Regions from separate parts of the Mus musculus genome. Here region 2 is linked to region 1. A link is a contact called in public HiChIP or PLAC-seq data. All regions are on one chromosome and are shown on one strand. The core of a region is the stretch at or near the end of the contact, and the rest is flanking DNA. Distances in the headings are between cores, read along the strand shown.

Evidence for each region. HiChIP or PLAC-seq counts read pairs in DNA pulled down with a chosen protein or histone mark.
Region 2: a contact with region 1 is called in an H3K4me3 HiChIP or PLAC-seq map of bone marrow-derived macrophages, with 2.8 times the contacts expected there. The contact joins two enhancer-like sites. A contact is called at or near these places in 6 of 39 promoter capture datasets (cranial neural crest, frontonasal cranial neural crest, maxillary cranial neural crest and 3 more), 1 of 15 datasets of contacts at CTCF or cohesin (the NIH/3T3 cell line), 1 of 484 Hi-C or Micro-C datasets (bone marrow-derived dendritic cells), 3 of 115 datasets of contacts at active chromatin or transcription factors (bone marrow-derived macrophages and embryonic stem cells) and 2 of 9 other capture datasets (adipose tissue and pancreatic islet).

Annotation. Positions count from the first base shown.
Region 1 is chr4:126,403,829-126,406,637 of GRCm38.p6, forward strand. It overlaps Ago3 (argonaute RISC catalytic subunit 3), which reads right to left. Exons shown (of 19, transcript NM_153402.2): 4 at 377-585. Among named protein-coding and RNA genes, the nearest start is that of Ago3, 24 kb to the right of the region's middle. Within about 2 kb of position 1,478, at least 3 of the 459 cell types and tissues checked have an H3K27ac peak or open chromatin away from gene starts, as enhancers often do. A contact at or near this core is called in bone marrow-derived macrophages, where this site is marked.
Region 2 is chr4:126,488,737-126,491,579 of GRCm38.p6, forward strand. Ago4 (argonaute RISC catalytic subunit 4) reads right to left here. Exons shown (of 18, transcript NM_153177.3): 18 at 805-2,843. Among named protein-coding and RNA genes, the nearest start is that of Ago1, 22 kb to the left of the region's middle. Within about 2 kb of position 1,260, at least 33 of the 459 cell types and tissues checked have an H3K27ac peak or open chromatin away from gene starts, as enhancers often do. A contact at or near this core is called in bone marrow-derived macrophages, where this site is marked.

The DNA.
Region 1 (2,809 bases), core at 228-2,727:
CAGTGCAGGACCTCAAATATGCTGGGCTAATGCTCCACCCCTGCCCCCCATTACCAGCACAAGAGTAGCAATTTCAACATAATCTGACACTGCATAAAATATAAAATCACTTTTAAAACAGGTGACTTAAGCTCATAGTATATCTGAAAATGTCAGTTATTCAAGACTTAGAGGTTCTAAGAAAAAAGGTTAGAAATTTCTCTGTAAAACAATTCATTACATTAGCTAAACTAATGATGGATATTTTACATGATACTATTGTACAAATGAAATAATGAAAAACATAGAGCATACAAAGGATAACCAAGAAGGCCTATACTGCTTTCTTAGGAAGAAGCCCTTCAATCTAAAGAGAAAAAGAGCCAGTACCACCTACTTCATAGAGGGCAGATGTCGGAGCACCACGTCAACGGCATGGACGGGGTTAGTGCTGACAGGCTTGTCTAATTCCAGTGGCTCAGGCAAAGTCCCTCCAGCCAGTGCTTCATGTAGTAGGTGCCAGCTGACTCGAGACACAAATTTGACTGACACCTTGAAAGGTCGATCTTTTCCACCTTCCCCAGGTAATGTAACATCTAAATCTACCTGTTAATAGCACAAGACCCAGGTGTAAAACGTTGAAAGAGAGAAATTATTTAAAATTCAACTTATAGAAACAAAACAGGATTTAAAAAATCTTAATGCCAGCCGGGCAGTGGTGGCGCACGCCTTTAATCCCAGCACTCGGGAGGCAGAGTCAAGCGGATTTCTGAGTTCGAGGCCAGCCTGGTCTACAGAGTGAGTTCCAGGACAGCCAGGGCTACACAGAGAAACCCTGTCTAAAAAAAAAAAAAAACAAAAAACAAACAAACAAACAAATCTTAATGCCAAATTAACAGAATCAAATTGCCAAGGCTGGTTGATATCTATGGGAGCCTCCCCTTTTCTGAGAAAGGGGGGGTGGAATGGGTAGGGAGGTGAGAGGAAGGAACTGAGGAAAGGAGGGAGAGGAAGCTGTGACTGGGATGTAAAGTAAATAAGTAACTTAATATAAAAATTATAAAAAACTTAAATACATAGTTTATTCATGGCAGTTACATTCATCATTGTAAATCACTGGACACTAAATATACTAACGTTCTGGCAGCTATAACAAAAGAATAAAGATCTTTTTGGAACTGTTATCTGATCATTTCTCAGCCATATTATTAAATGAGAACCCAAATATGAAAGACTATGAAGGACAAAAGCTGTTGTATGAGAAGAAAAAATGAGAAAATATTCATGAATCTGCTTCCTTTTCCAAAAAAGAAACACAAGAAGGAAACATGAAGCAGAAACAAAGAAACTGGTTAAGTTCCTCCTCTAGGGAATGGATTGGAAGAGATAAAAGGAAAGGCAACGCTAGTGTATTTTGGGGGTGGAGTCTTGAGATTGGGGAACAGTCTAAAATTCTAAATACTCAGGGTAGCATGTCAGCTACTTGAGAAGCTGAGGCAGGAAAATCACTTGACTCACAGATTCAAGATCAAGAAGGATAAGGCAGATGTGGTGATTCATGCGGTAATCCCAGTACTCAGAAAACATAGGCAGCCAGGAGGTGGCTGCGCAAGCTTTAATCTCAGGACTTGAGAGGCAGAGGCAGGCATCTCGATCTCTGTGAGTTCCAGGTCAGCCAGGGCTACACAGAGAAACCCGATCTCAAAAAGAAAAGAAAAGAAAAGGGGAGGAAAAAAAACACCCAAAAACAAGCAAGTAGAGGCAGGAAGATCAATGCAAATTCAAGGCTAGATTAGTCTACATAACAAATTCCAGATCAAACAACAACAACAAATTCCAAAAACCCAAGACAAAAAACCTCTAACAATAAAGAAAAAAAAAAAACTCTAGCATAAACAGAATCAAATGAATACAAACATTTGAATACAAAATTAATAGAGAAAATAATCCTTTCAAGCATAAATCACCAATTGCTAAAGAAAATATAAGGATAAGATCCCTAAAGGTTATTTCTTGTATAAAAACTAAAAACTCTGCATCAAGGTGTACAACTGATAGGGGAAAGAGTCTACAAAATGTCAAAAAAAATTTTGTAAAGTATATATGTGAAAAGGGGTTAGCATCCAGAACATTAACCATTAACTGCAAAAACAAAAACCTAATTTAAAAACTGGACAAAATATTTGAATGCACATCTTAATGAACATAAAAATGACCAATGGATACATAAATATCACTAATTCAGAGGGAATCCAAACCACAATGCAATTGGACCTGGCTGTACAGACTTGTAATACCAGCTCCTTGGAAAGCAAAGGCAGGAGGATTTTAAGTTAAGATGTCAGCCTTGTACTATAGAAAGGGTCAAAGGTCAGCCTTGCATTATACAATGCGACCTAAATGGTGTCTATCAACAGAAAATTGATAAACAAAATGTGTTATATAAATGTAATAGATTTATTACTCAGCCTTGAAAAAGAAATTTTACAATACGGATATAATTTGAAGACTTAATGCTAAATGAAATAAGCAAGCCAAAAAAGGATAAATGCTTCATGATTCCATTTACTTGAAGTATCTAGAGGTGTCAACTTCAGACCCAGAAAGGAGAATGTTAGTGGGCAAGGGCTGATGGGGGTGTTTAGTAGGTACAGAGCTTCAATTTAACAGGATAAAGACGGTTAGTGGAGTGGATGGTGTTAATGGTTATAGTAAAAGTACTTGACAGCAGTGAATTGTACTTCAAAGATGACTAAGATGTTATTTGTACTTTATAATTAAAAACAAACAAACAAAAAACAAAAAGAATACTTCCCCTTAAAATACTAAA
Region 2 (2,843 bases), core at 10-2,509, 85 kb after region 1:
GCAAAGAGGTCAAAAGACTGGAGACTCCCTGTTTTGGGTAAATTTGGGGACATTCTCTAAATAATTAAGTTGTAAATAGAAGTATCTGTCCACAGTGTCTTGTCTTTGAGACACAGTCTAGCAGTTTGACTGAGAAATGTCTCCCACAGCTTCAGGCATCTGGATGACTGGCTCCAAGATGGTGGCGTTGTTTAGGAAGGCTTTAGAAAGGTGCAGCCTTGTTGGAGGAAGCTCGTCACTGGAAGCAAGCCTTGCCTCATCTCCACATCCCTTTCTGCTTCATGCTTGAGGTTAAAGATGTGGGTTCTCAGCTTCTCACTGAAGCTGCCTGCTGCCATGCTTTCTACACCATTGTGAACTCTCCTTGGAGAACCATACACAAAGAAAACCAACAAAACAGTTCTCCCATAGGCCATTGCTGGTCCTGTTCTGTTTTATCCTATCAGAGAGAAGAGTAGCTATTACACAGGGTCCCTCTCTAAGGCCTAGGCTAGATTCAGAATCAAAATAATCTTCCTGCTTCCGTCTCCTAAAATTTGGGATTACCTCAATGTTTCCTTAAGATATGACTTAATCAGAGCTAACTATTAAGAGCAGTACCTAGAACCTTGATGAATATTGTCAAAGTTTCTGTATGTGAAGTGTTCTTGGAGTCCTTCAAAAATTCCCAAATGCAATTCCTAAATATAGGGAGACCCAGAAATTAAGCACACTTCTCAAATAGATGACACTGTTTAAAGTAGTCATGTCTGATGCCATTACAGTGTATTCCATAGTTACCACACCACTGATGAGAAAAACAACTTTTAGCACAAGAATGTCAATTTATTCCCCTCCCCACTTTTTGGACACATAAACACAAAATATCCCCACAGGTCAAAAAAAAACCCAAAATCAAAACCAGTAACAATAACAAAAACCTCTGCAAAATTTAAACAACCATTATCTTATCTCACATAGGGATTCAAACCCTTCCTTAATAGCTTAGAAAGTACCTCGTATCGCTGGAGAGGAACATCCAGTCCAAAGTAATAAAATACATTTTAAAACATTACAAGTCTAACCATACAGAAACCATACCGTTAGTCAGATGAACAAACACAAACATTTCAGCCAGTAGACACAGAAAGGAGATGAATATGTCAGTAGGAACCAATAAGAAAATGGTTGAGCAATAAAGATCTTTCCTTTAATTCCTGGAGTTGATGCAGTATTAGTATGATGACCTTAACTTCCGCTTTTTTAAAAATGAAAGCAGAGCAGCCACCTTGCCACTGAGCAAGAGAATCTCAGAGCACATCCGTGGAGGGCAACCACAGCGGAGTAGAGAGGATGAGCCTGGTTAAAGCAGTAGGTAGCTGAGCCAGGTGGGTAGGCTTTGACCTAGGATATGGGCTGGACCCCGGACCCTAAGGTACAGACCCATTTAGAACATCCCTGCTTGTAAATCATCTTTGGAAGCAGCACAAAGAACTTAACAGTAAGAACAAAGGTGGTTCGCCTGCCCAGAATGCTGACTGCATCAACTCAGGATTCAACAACTAACAACAAAAAAACACAATTGGTTCAACACTTGGGTCTTTCCCGTTCTTAATGTCCTATGCTCCCTAGCCCCAAAAATGTCATTCTTTAGAGTTGCCGCACCAAAATCTTCCACACTACATGACAGTACCTAAATAGGCTGCATTTAAAAGAACCAAACAGCCTAACACTACTAGAGAATGCACACCTCCCAGTGATTGACACATGCATAACAACTCAGTCAGGTTTTTGTTTGGGGGGGTGGGGGGAGGTACCTATTTGAATTGTCAACCCCAGTTAAGTTAAAACTATGCATTCAGATTTGCTTACGGTGGTATTACTGCAGTTCTGATTCTCAAGTGATCACCTCTGGACTGTTCACCCCTCAGCAAGTTCCCCTCCCCCAAGTAATCCTAACTCTTCCATATTTCTTTCCACTTGCCCAGAACAACGGCTTCACACACTTATTGATACCGTTTTTTCTACAAAAGTTGGTCTCCTGGCTTTTCCTCCAGCTCCACACGGATTCACCCCAGCATACTAGGACCGGCAGTGGTGTTTCAGGCATATCGCTCATGGGCAAACCTACAACTCAGTTGCAGGACCGTGGATGGGGCTTCCGGGCACACAGCTCGCTCACTGTTCCATCCTGTCGGAAGATGGCTAGAGTCTCTTCTGTGCATTGTCAACAAGCAAGCCCGAGGCGCTCCTGTGCAGGTACGGTGCCTTCTGTCAGCTGCCAGCCACCGAGAGTTCTTCACATCACAGACTCCAGGCAAGTTTTCCTTTTCCTAAAAAGGCTTCCTTTGTTCCCCCTCCTCTTGGGTCCAGAATGTCTGTGCTACAGAGCATTTTCTGTGCTTTCCCTGAACAGGTGTGAATAAAAGCGGCAGTCAGCCATTCATCAACATGTCTGGATTTGTATTATCCCAGGGAGGTATTTGCAGAAAAAAAGGAAGATCTCAGGGAACGGACGTCTGCTGTCGCTTCACGCCTGTGTTGTGCTTCAGTCACAGGACTTGCTTTTCCCACTGTCTGCAGAGATTAAAGATGTCTGCACCCATCCGCATGTGCTATAGGACTAGACGGACATTATAAACTCTCTCGGAGACCAGGCTCAGCAAACACCAGTGGCACTGCTGAGCGACTGCACACAGAAATGTAAACATGAATGTATCTACACACTTGCTGAAGCCACTGAAGGGAAACAGTGCTTTCTATTGCTGGGATTCTGAGAGGGCCCATTTAACAGATTTGAACCTTGGACCAATTAATGAGTTCAAGCAAACACCCTTTCCCATTTGATCCAGTGTTTCCCACCA